Regions from separate parts of the Triticum aestivum genome. Here region 1 is linked to region 2. The links are chromatin contacts, called in public Hi-C maps. All regions are on one chromosome and are shown on one strand. Each heading gives the region's core, a stretch centred on a gene start, on an enhancer-like site or on the middle of the called end of the contact. The rest is flanking DNA. Distances are from core to core; before and after follow the strand shown. Region 1 holds the start of LOC123121495 (phospholipid:diacylglycerol acyltransferase 1). Region 2 holds the start of LOC123121494 (protein Brevis radix-like 1).

Region 1 (6,422 bases), core at 2,110-4,609, 160 kb before region 2:
GGGCATGGGTGTGTGTTGAATTGTAATTCTATAACAAATAACATGATTTCAGTAGGCACATTAAACATCAGCTACCAAACTTTTATAACTTGAATTACCTAGCCACAGCAACATCTTTGGCTTCAGATGAGAAAAGCCCAGCAACAGCCTTTGGAACTCCTAAGAAAGGCCCACCAATGTTTGCTACAGCTTTGATGTGCTTTGCACACCAATCAGGACCACCACCACCACCCATGGGAGAAGGTGCTTCTACCCACTTCATAAAATGAAGAAAATAGAGAACTCCCATGGAATGTGGGATCACCACCGCCCTATTTCCACCATTAGTCGCTACCAAGAGCTCAATGTTACTCTTTATTCTGCTCAATGTTTGATCACGGGTCTGCAGATGGCAATTTAAATTAGAAACATGACAGAGCATCATATATCAGTAGCATTCACATAACGAAGAAAATATAGCTAATGATGCAATCTATGTCATACCTCAGTGTTCTGGAATGATAACCTCCAATCATAAGCAGCCATGTACATGTTCTTTTCTTCATATCCAATCCGAGCTAAATTGGCAATCAGGACTGCCCAAACAAAATAGCCAGGGACAAAATAGTCAGCTGCGACAAGGCCTGTGACCGGCCTAACTCTTATTCCTGGTTTATCTAATCCAGTTTCGTTGTCCAATGACATATGTTCAATCCAGCATAAAGGCCTGAAAAATGTTTCAAGAGGATGAAAGAGATTGCAAGCAGAAGCAGGTCAGTGCACAACTGTACCCAAAAGAATGCTCTAGCAAAATGAAGGAGACTAGTACAATAACCAACTTAGAGTATATGATAAGTAAGCTTTGATGACTGCAGGCAAAACATAAAGAGCACCTATTCTAGGCAAAAGCTCCTTCAGTAGAAAGAGTTGGAAAAAATAAACAATAAACTAAAAATCAAAAAGTAACAAACTCTGTAACATGTAACCTTAGCAGTAGTGACTGTAATACAGCATCAAATGAAGTATAACTCTCGGGTCAATCCATGTTACAGCGGGCAGTATAGCATCTAGCTTTGCATGGATATTTCAGTTTCAAGACTGAAGCTATGTCATAAGAGATTTAGACTCTGCTTCTATTTGTAAAATATCAACTTCATTCTTGGTAACAGGGTTCAGGATATTAAATTTGTTCAGACTGTAACATTTTAATGCAGGTATTTACAACAAAGTAAATACAATGCCATATACCATGTAACAGCTAATCCCACAAGAGATTGCTACAGTGCTGAACTTTTAATGTCATATATAGCACGATACACAAGCCCCTGAATGAGATTTCTAATTTCCCAAGGGAATGCAGGAATCGAAATTGAACGAAGAAACGAAACACTAAAAGACTACATTAATTAGTTTTCTAGCACATAAGTTTTAGGATTCAAATTAGGCTTTTCTCTAAACAAGATATTTTACTGTAGAATCTGAAGTTTTGCAAACAAGCAGAGCACCAAGATTACCACCCCTGCCAAAATGTGACTGTAAATAAAGGCAGTTACTTCAATGCAAAGTGAGTCATCTACTTTTCCTACATAGGGATAGCTCAACAACACAAGGCTTAGAAGGAATAGCCGGTATGCTGTTCAGGGATCACGTTATTACACTCACCAGAAAGTAGGCAACATCGACCTTTCCAGAAAAGCAGTATTTGAATAACAAATAATGAAACAGTCGGATATAAATATCTACTCCAAAAGGCATCCCATGACTACATCAAAAGCTTTATTTAACGCAAATTATAATTTCTTCTAAAGGACCTGAACACACATAATCTAGATTTCTCTTGTACAAGAATTTCCCTATATCAACATCCCCTCATAGCCAGTGGGGGACACAATGTTGCCTAGTTTTACAACATGTGCACTCCATGCAGCTCTCAAAGTCACATCTTGCCCACTCAAATCCTGCTCCCATGCTAGTAACAAAAACCAGCATTTCAAGGCAGCTGAAAGTGATTGTCACACCCAACATTTCATATAAATATACCAAGTACTTACACAATTAAACAGTACAAAACTAGCTTAAGAAACACAAATAAAGTTCAAATTACCAAGAATACTAATCCCTGCACCGTAACAAAACAACCATTGAGAAAGTAATAAAAACCATCCAAAATTGGAACCAACTTTCTATTGAGCACCTAAGTCCCAGTTCTTGACTGAGCACCTCGGCATTGAGGGATCATAGAGCCTGACCCAGATTTCAGAATATCTGGGACGAACCTCTAGTCCTACAGCTCAGATACGTTAATAAGATATAAAATAAATCTACGGAAAGGGCGTTAGAGAACACGAGGGAATGACAGCCTATGGAATCAGACTACTGTCCTGAAGTCCTAACTCTGCCAAAACAATTCCCAAAAGCTCGACAAACAACAAAGCAAGCCAAAAAGAATAACATGGGACTGATTCTATTAAAGGATCCTAGCGTCGATTACTAAAGCAGCCCTAATAACGATCAAACAAAGTAGAGACTTAACGGACACGCGACGGATGCGAATGCAACACCTAACAGGTAAGAAAGCGACCTCTTGTACACGTCGCCGAATGTGCCGCCCCAGAGGCGCTTCCGGAAGAGCCCCTCGGCGCAGTGGTGGCCCTCCCAGAGCTCGAGCCCTCCGGTGACGATCCCCGGCACGAAGATGACGGGGTGCTTGGCGTGCAGCCCCTCCTTCTGCAGCTTGACCCCGGGCGGGTCCGGGAGCGGGCCCGTGATGGCCTCCGTGACGTACTGCGGGAAGGAGGCCGGCATGGCGTTGTAGAGGAAGAGCAGCAGCCACCAGGAGGAGCAGACGCAGCCCACGAGCCAGCAGCAGCTGTCCACGCACGACCACTTGCCCTTGGCCCGCCTCCCGGCCTCCTTGGACGGCGGCGCGGAGGCGGAGGAGGACGGCTGCTCCTGCGCCAGCTTCTTCCCCTTGTCCTTGTCCTTGTCGTCGTGGTCGGAGCCATTGCTGTCGTCGCCCGGCGAGGGCGGCGGCGGCGACTGCTGCTGCCTCCGCCTCCGTAGGAGCGACATGGCGCGCGCGGGCGGGCGAATGGGATCGGTGGGCGGTGCGGGGCGGGGCGGGGCTACCTGCGCGGGCGCACTCGCATCGCCGGCGGTGGCCGGGAGGGGGCCTGGCCCGCGAAACCCTAAGCCGGCGGCGGGGCCCAAGGAGGCGGAGGGGGCGAGGTCGGGAGGGGCGGGGCGGCCTCGCGGGGCTAGCGTTTGTGAGGTCGGGAGAGGGAGGAGGCTCGAGGCCGTAGGCGACCGTCGCGCCGCACCGGAGCGATCCCTGCGCCCGATGTACGTGCGCCGAGCTGGCCACGAGTGCCTGCTGACGTGGGCCCGGCGGCACGGGACGGGTCTGTGGTTCGTGAAGACGCGGTGCGGGTGAGGTGAGGTGGTGGGGGCGGAGTTCGCCTGCCTCTATTGATTGGAACATGTGCGGGGCCCACGGGTGGCGGTCAAGGACGGGGACGGTGAAGTGGGGCCAGCGTAGCTTTGCACAAATGATAATGGCGAACCAACCATAGCAGAACCTCGCCAAAACGTGATCTTTCTGGGGTTTTTTTTTACAGTAAAACGTAATCTTTCGGTTGGCACGGTTTTTCTTTTTTCCGTTTACATTCAAGGTGCAGAGCACGATCCATTCTCATGTAATAATGGGCTTGAAATAATTTAAATTCCTCTGAATATATTCAAGTTCAAGTATCTATTTTTGATAAATATTACTAGTTGCAAATTTTAAGGTTTGGCCTCGTCTTGTCTAGAACGGTGGCTTTAACAAGACGCGAGGGACATCTGGACAGCATGAAGAAAAGCTTTTACTGGAGATGTTACATTTAAGTTTTTCTAAAGCTAGCACGTTATCAATTGGCATGTCCAATCATCCACTGGCTTGTGTTCTTCTTGTAAATATTTCTATCGTCCTTAAAATCCCATGCACCTTGCTTTGCTAATGATCCTAGCAAGATCGTCCTTCTTCTGCCATGATGGTTGCCCTTCTCTGTGTTGGCGGTAAATAGAATGGTTGTACGATTCTATGTTCACTCGGTGACATCTCATTGCCCTTGTCGCTCCCCTGGCACGCCTATTCTTCTGTCATAATGGTCATCCTTCTCTCTGTTGGCATTCTTTCGTCATAATGGGCGTCCTTCCCTTCGTTGGCGGTAAATCGAATGGTTGTATGATTCCATGTTCATTAGGTGACATCTCATTGCCCTTGCCATTCCCCTAGCACGCCTACCCCAAGGAACCTATCATTATGGTGCAATTAGGTGGCGAGCAACCACGCCATGCACCATGACGATTTCAGATTGTGTTATGAGTGCTGATTATGGTACATGACCGCGACTGAAACTCCCGTCATGAGACGTCGTCGCATTTCAGCATGCATGCATCATTCGTTTGTTCTATATGGATAGTCAGTTTCAACACGTATGTCGGTCATCCAACAACATCCATATGCCCTCGTATGCATTTTTGTTCCTCGACGGCAATAGCAAAGACAATGATTTCATGTCCTAGCATGTGCAGTCCCACTCGAACATCATGCTCCTGCAGACCCGCATCTACATAGTGGTGGGGAATGGGCACCGGATCAAGTAGATGGCCTTCACAATGTGCTTGTATCGTGTCAACCTTAACATCCGGAGTATAACACATACTTTGTTAAAATTCTTTAAATAGAAACCCGTCCTCGTTCTACATATCCGGCTGGAGTTTGGTTTATTTTTCTTTGAGTCAATTACACCACTGATGCCATAACTTGGCATGAAAAGTCAGTTTAATGCTAAAACTTGTGGTGTGCATTGAAATGGTGCAAATTATGTTTCTATACAAACAAGGTCCTGCTTAGGCGCGCCAACATGGCAACTGGACGGCAAAAAGGGTGTGTGGCCTGCTATTTTGCAGAAAAAAAACTCAAATGTTTTTCTCATGAAAAAGCCCCTGCCACGGCCACAAGGGTCCACTTGTCAGTGCCGCAAAATAATTAAAAAATAGCTGCCGCAGGGATGAACACTTTTATATACTACATGAATATTTTGCAAAACTGTGAACATTTTAAAACTTATAAAAGTATTTGTTAAAATATATGAAAAATAAACACTTTCTTAAAGCATGAAAAGTTTTATATATTACACTAATATATTTTTTAAACTTTGAACAATTTTAAACTTAAGCATTTATTGAATATATGTTTTATTCTATATGCGAATTATTACATGAAAAAATTGGTAATTTTTAATTTAATTACATGGTTAAATGTTAAATTAATACGGGTTATTTTACAATGTAATTTATTTATTTATATGTACATTATTTATAATGGAGGATTACTAATTACATACATTATACAAATTTATAAAAAACAGTGCAAAATAGGCTGTAGGGACTGTATCCAACTTAGAGTTAAAAGAATATATAGTTGCGGTATCTGATTATAACGTGAAAAGCTATTGTGATCAGGTGGTTGCCTGAGCGCAGCTTTTTTCAATTATTTCTGTCACGCTGACGAGTGGATCCTTGCGTCCGCGGCAGGTGCTTTTTTGTGAGAAAAAGATTCTGAGGTTTTATTGCAAAATAGCATGCACACGTCCTCTTTATCGCCTAGACACTAACAGTGGGTCCTGTGCCATGTTGGCGTGGCTAATCAGCATCGTATTCGTATAGAAACATAATTTACACCGTATATGCACGTTAAAACCAAGTTACGGCATCAATTTAATGTATGCTGCAAGTTTTAGCACTAAACCGACTTTTCGCGTAAAATTGTGGCACCACTGGTGTAATTGACTCCTTTTCTTTTCGTGTCATTCTGAATCTAGCAGCAACTTACCTCCAGGACACTACAAGCAACTGCATCAAAGTGTCGTAAGATTCTTTCTAGCATGGTGGTGAGAGAACATAAGCATTTTTCTTTCGCGGGGGAAGATAAGCATTTCTTTACGGAGAGATTCTTTGGTAGGAGTCTGTGGTGTACGCAGGGAACTAAAATAAAGTATTGCTAGAATCCTGTCTGTTTTGCTCAGGGAAAAGATGTTGGGTGTCGGATCACAGCGGCGTCGGCGTCGGCAGTGGGCCCTTTAACGTTGATCCTAGTCCTGGAATGATTAAGCGATACTCTGCTCTGTTCTTATGAGCGACGCTGACACAATTGTCCGGAATAAATTCGCTATGGGTTGAGCCGACCGCAGTTGCATCTGGAGTTATTTTTCTCCGCTCACTACTACGGAGCAGGAGTAGATCAGTATGGAAAGCTTTTTTTTGTCATCCACATCAGTACCATCAATTCAACCTGCAGCGAAAATGTGCAATATGTCGCTCGAGGAAACTGCTGCAGTGATCGTTGTGCATCAGCCCAACTCGAGAGAAGGGGAAAAAAAGGAAGGCCCGCTCTCCGC
Region 2 (6,235 bases), core at 1,035-3,534:
AGTGCGTGCTGGAGGTTCTCCAGTCGAGTGCGTTCAGCCAAGTTGGCCAAGCGCGCCTCCTCCAAGGCCCGGGCCTCGGGGGTTTCTCCAACGATTGGAGTGTGAAGTGCATCCATATTACGGCGACGAAGCTCTTCCCTTTGCTGCGAAGAGAGGGGCTCGGGGAGGTACTCCTCGTGGACACACGACGGATCGCCTCCACCGTCACCACCGTCGTCGCGGGGGAAGCCAGGTGGACTACGTGGTCCATTGACCATCAAGACTTCCGCCGCGGGGTCACTGCTGTCGCACTCGGATGCAGTCTCGACGGAGCCAGTCGAACATGCCGTAGAGAGTTTCGTCGGGCTCGATTGCCGCGACTTGGGGGATGACCGACTGGCGAGCCACCGCGTGCTGCACCCACCGCTGGAGCCTCGACCGACCGGAACGCTTGCGTCGGCGGGCAGCAGGGAGTGAAGACGCCACAGGAGCCGGCCGATACTGAGTTGACGGCTGCCGCAGGAGGACGCCGTCGAGTGGAGCCTCTTGGAGCCAAGCGGAGTCGTCGGCGACGAACACGAGCGCGCCGAGACGGATCTCGCGGCCCTCGGCCAATCCTCCGCCTGAAACCATGCTGATGGGGATCGGAAAAATTGCAACCTCTCCAACAAGTCGCTAAGACACCTGCCCCATGGTGGGCGCCAACTGTCGTGGTTCTAAGTCTGACAGTAGAATAGGGGTAGGGATGTAGAGGCAAGATCCTAGCTATGGAGAAGTTGTACGCATGAGTTTTACGAGTTCAGGCCCTTCTCGGAGGAAGTAACAACCCTACGTCTCGGTGCCCGGAGGCGGTCGACTGGATTATATGCGTGTGTGCTACAGGGGGTGCGAACCCTTGTGCATGTGGAGGGGGTGGCTTATATAGAGTGCGCCAGGGCCCCAGCCAGCCCACGTTACAAGGGATTTAAGGTACATCAAGAGGGGGGCGTTACTGGTAACGCTAGCAATAAAGAGACATAATGACCATTAAAGCTACGACGTAATGTCCGACCGTTGCAGTACGGAGTGGCTTTAGATCTTCTAGCGGTCGAGTGACAGTCTCCATGGTCGAGTGACTTCGAGTCTTCCGAGTGGAACGCTCCATGGTCGAGTGGATGATGATTCTTCTTCGAATGCTTCTGGTTTTAGGGTGATGTCCTTGGGGAGGGTATCTTGGACAGGCCTATGACCCTACCCTAGGTACATAGCTTCATCAGGCGGCGCCCTCGGCCGGCGCGTCGCTTCAATGGCAGAGGCAGTGGGAGGTCGTGTTCGTTCTGGGCTGCTCACCAGCGGCATAAATGGAGGCACCTGGCGCAGTGCGGGAGCGCGTGCAGACGAGGGAGGAGGAGGTTTGGGTGGGCCAGAATGGACAGAAGCGGGCGTGGCCGCGTGGGTGCTGTCCGAATGGCCGTAAAGTCCCACGTTTGTCTCTAGTTTGCGGGAGAAAGTATGTTCGGACTGCTCTGCGTATCGATACGGACCCGCGTTGGCTGACTTTCCTAGTTCGGACGGTTGAGAGGTGTTTGAACATCAGCGTTGGAGATGCTTTTTTTTAATAGCGTTGGAGATGCCCTTAAATCGCATGTTTTTTTTCCCTAGGGAAGGTGTCTTTTCTTGACATTATTGGTTTTGAGGTTGCTTGCATGTCTTTTCGAAACGGTCGATTCTTGTGGGTTGCTTATATCCGTATAATCCACCGAGGTGCCTAGAGCGGCACAAGTACCCAAAGCATCGTGGCAACGGTGGCAATCAAAGTAGTAGATGATCCAAAACCAGGCGCCGAAGGTGGGAATGAGCCTATGAATATTTAAGCAAAAGAGATTCAGAAGATCGTTCGAGCTGGAGAGCACGCCTCTCGAGGCGAATCTGGGAGTCAGAAACCTAAGTTAAAATTAACCCCGGGAGTCCATATGAAACCGCTGCCCACATGAATCTCAATGAAAAATTACACTCCTCACGACATATCTGAACCTCACCCTTTTCACCCAGCACCAACCCAAACCCCCGTCGAAACACACATGCTCGCGAACAAACAAAAAAGCTCTACTATTGCCGCTGCTACTACTCACTCTCACTCTCTCTCTCTCTGCGCTGGCCATGGCAATGGCGAGTACTACTGCTCCTGCCAGTGGCCACACGGACGCGGCCCCTCGGGGGCCCGCCACCCACCAGGGGCGTGTCAGGGAAGCTTTACATTACATTGATGGGTCCGTCGATCCAGTCGAGCCACAGTGGAGACGCCGCTCCATAAATTAAATCCCACTTGGCTCGTGCCGCAGTGCGGCTGCTGCCATTAAAACCGCGATACTATACTAATCCGGCCATTAATGCCCTTAACTCGAGCTCGAGATCGGAGGCGAGGAGGGGCGTGCGTGCGCGCGCGTGTACTTGCTCCGCCACGTCGTGGCCCGTGTCGCCGTCCGTGCGCTACGCTACGTGCCGCCCCGCCATTTAAGGCCGCGCGCCGCTCCCGATTTCGCTTTCCGGGTCTGTCGCTGTCCGTCGGTCAGAGGGGGCGTGCGTGCTCGCGCTCGCCGGCGGCGGGATGCTCACGTGCATCGCCTGCTCCAGGCAGCTCGGCGGCGGGGTGCCGCCGCTGCACGAGCCGCCGGAGGACGAGGACGTCGTCGATGCCGGCGCGGGCGTGGGAGGCGCTGCCACGCCCAGCACCCGGCAGGCCATCAAGGCGCTCACGGCCCAGGTTGGGCTCTCGGGACTGTGCTTGTATCTCTTGCCACTGGAGTTCTGCTTGAAATGTCGATTTTTTGTTCTGTTTCTCTTGTTCTGTTCATCCGCCGAAAGGAGATGACGATTTTTTTAATTCGTCTGAATCTGTCTGGAAGGTTACGCCTTTTAGGTCTTGGAATCTTGTCTCGAGGTCGTAATCATCGGATCGGGTGGGACTGAATTGACGGGGGATTTTCTTGGGTTCAGATCAAGGACATGGCGCTCAAGGCGTCGGGCGCGTACCGGCACTGCAAGCCCTGCGCCGGCTCCTCCGCGGGGGCCTCGGGGCGCCACCACCCGTACCACCACCGCGGCGGCAGCGGCTTCCGGGGCTCCGACGCCTCCGACCGCTTCCACTACGCCTACCGCCGCGCCGCGGGCGGCGGCTCCAGCGGGGAGGCCACGCCATCCATGAGCGCGCGCACCGACTTCCCCGCCGGCGACGAGGAGGAAGAAGAGGAGGAGGACGGGATGTCATCTGGCGGCGGCGGCGGCGGCAAGGAGGACAACGCCAAGGAGTGGGTGGCGCAGGTGGAGCCCGGCGTCCTCATCACCTTCGTCTCGCTGCCGCAAGGTGGCAACGACCTCAAACGCATCCGATTCAGGTGTGTGCTCTCACGCGATTGCGCCTGCATTATTTGCATTTTTTTTTCTCCAGTGCATTACTCTGATTGTTGGCTGGAAAAATATCTTGTTGGCTTAGTTTACATTTTCAGAAAATGTGATCGAAATTTTGAGATCCTCTTGCGTATGAGTAGAAAAATGTTTTTGTTAAATTTAGTAAAAAAATGCAGATGGATGAAGCGCAATGCGTTGAAAAACTCTCGACGAATTGAAGTTCCAACTAGTATCTTTCATCTTTTTTACTACTCAGTGCAGAGTTACTACAATTTTCTTTGAGAAATGCCTAATGTGAATAGTTAAACATTTGAGCCTAAGGCTTTCTTGGTTAACCTCTTGTTTAAGCCTTTTTTTAAATAAGTACTACCTCTGTAAAATAATATAAGACGTTTTAGATCACTAAAGATATTAGTTTACAGAGGGATTCTTTTTGGATTATGCACTACAAAAATATGTGCTACACTTTTTCCTCACCGCTATGTGTCCTATATATAGATAGTAAATCCCTTGAGATTTTACACACTGGATGAGCTGTGAACGGGAACAATCTGGCGCATTGACTTTAGAATAGGCCCTCCATTTAACCCCTCACGTGCTCTAGCCAGGTCGAAGTCTAGATGTGTCAGAATGCATGTTGTGTGAGGAGCCGGTAGATCATAGAAGCTCCAGTGCATCAACTTGCTATGAATTTTGAACTTACCAGTCCTATGTGGGGGCAAGTCCAGCTTGCACATTTGTACTTTAGGCTATGAAAATGATACATCTGCTGTGCTGGCGATGATGCTTCCTCTCCACCAAAGGGGTGGTATTATCATGGGATAGAGACACAAAGAGGCCCACAAGCTACATCCCATCTGGGTATCCAATACAGAAGCTTAATTGAAAGACGTTGGAACAGAAAAATTCTGCTCCTCTCTTTTCTTTGGCCATTTGCTTGGCTGGTGGCCTTCTTATTGAGATGTACTAGTTGGGTCCCTCCACACCGGGTTATCAGGAGAGCCATCCAACATGGACTCTTGACTGCAGCACTTTTGCTAATGTGCAATACTACATACTACTCTACGATTTATTTGCCACCCTATTTTGCCATTATTATGTGTTCTACAGTTAGTAAATCCTTGTTCTTTTAAATTTTCCAACTGGATGTTCTCTAACGAGAACAATCGGGCACATTGTAAATAGCAGTGAAAATGGTACTAATTGTCAACTCTAGATTTAGCCCCCGGCGTGCTCCAGCCAGGTTGAATTCTAGATGTGTCACAATGCATGTTATATAGTTGTCAGATTAGAATTTTGATTCATACATTATAGAGTTTACGGGATCATGTCAGTTGTCCATGGTAGAGGTGTAGCAGCTCCAGTGTATCAACTGGTTATGAATTTTGAACTTACCAATACTATGACAGGCAAGTTCAGGTTGCACATTTGTACTTTATGCTACCAGAGCCATACATTTGCTGTGCTGGCAATGACTCTTCCTCTCTCGGAAGAGGTAGTATTATCAGGGGATAGACTTGAAACGCCCACAAGCTACCTCTCAACTGGGTAGTCAATAAAGAAGCTTCAATGGAAAGATGAGTGTTGGATCAGAAAAGTTCTGATCCTCTCTTTTCTTTGGCCATTTGCTTGGCTTGTGGTCTTACTGATATGTAGCTGGGTCTGTCTGCACGGGCTTATCAGGAGAGGCAACCAACATGGTCCTCTAATTGGAAGCATTTTTGCTCATGTGTAGAGTTTTAGTTCCAACAATATTACACTCATAATCAGATCTTACAAACCACTTTTGCAAACTTAGTCCTGGCACTATAAATTTAAAAATGTGCATGTGAAAATATGCTCATTATAAATTTGTAGTGTTCGGATTGAGTTTATAATAGTCGTTCTAAGATTTTTTTGTGAACATAGTAATGTTGTTAAAATAACGTTCTTGTGGGGAGCTCCTTGTGGCCAACTATGTTGATTGGTCCCCACTAGTATCATTAGGGATAAAATAGTATTTTATGGTCGAAACACTAGCTGGACCTTAACATGGGTGCAGGTGTTGTTTTATTTAGTTCACTGGGTCTAGATCTAAGGCAAGTAGGGCCAATTCAAAACTTGGTAGTTTGTGAAGTAACATTAGTCTGATTGCCAACGTTGTCACGGGATGCACTACTTGTCATTCCATTGACGTATGGATCAGTCGACTAATGTGCTTCAGATCTGCCGATGCACCTATTGGCTTAACCACTGCACACTTGTGATTTCTTTCTGAATGGAGCATGGGCAACACAGTAAATTGATAGCAGTGGGCCATCTCCTTCTGTGTGTGTGGGTCCTGCCCTTTGACCTCTTCAACAATCAGCATAATGTACAATTATCAGAGGGATGGAATAGTTTCAGTTCTTCTCGCTTTACAGATTGTTTCTAATTTTATGTTGAGATTTCATCCATCTAAGGCTTTCCCTTCAAATGGCGTGCCATCTTTCCCCCCTTTTAAATGGTGTTTCATAATACCCGGAAAATTTGGATCTCCGTATATTCTGTTACTTCTGGATTTATATTGCCAGGTGAAGTTGGTTAGCTGTTCACTGTATCAGTTGAACATGGGGTCTAAACTTGTTGGTATGCATGTGTTGAAACAGAGCTCTGCATAGATGCAAGTGGAACTAAAAAAACTACATGTACTGCCACCCTTTCAAAATATTAAAAAAGAACTACATGTACTGCCAGGCATCATGATTTTTTAGGCCAAAAAAAAAAACTGATGCGTAGGAATAGCATCAATTTTGGGCTTATAAGCTGACATGAAACACTTCCCTTGTCTGGTCTGGAATGTTATAGTAGCAAAGCAAAAACTCCATTATTCTTCTTTTTTTGATCCATG

The links. A called contact is a pair of places that touch in the nucleus more often than the background predicts.
Region 1: a contact with region 2 is called in a Hi-C map of leaf, with 4 times the contacts expected there. The contact joins the promoter of LOC123121495 here to the promoter of LOC123121494 in region 2. A contact is called at or near these places in 2 of 5 Hi-C or Micro-C datasets (both in leaf).

What each region holds. Positions count from the first base shown.
Region 1 is chr5D:325,924,516-325,930,937 of IWGSC CS RefSeq v2.1, reverse strand. It overlaps LOC123121495 (phospholipid:diacylglycerol acyltransferase 1), which reads right to left and starts at 3,359. Exons shown (of 6, transcript XM_044541494.1): 1 at 2,561-3,359; 2 at 484-706; 3 at 99-382. The coding sequence starts at 3,051.
Region 2 is chr5D:325,760,779-325,767,013 of IWGSC CS RefSeq v2.1, reverse strand. LOC123121494 (protein Brevis radix-like 1) reads left to right here and starts at 2,284. Exons shown (of 5, transcript XM_044541493.1): 1 at 2,284-2,722; 2 at 2,956-3,353. The coding sequence starts at 2,567.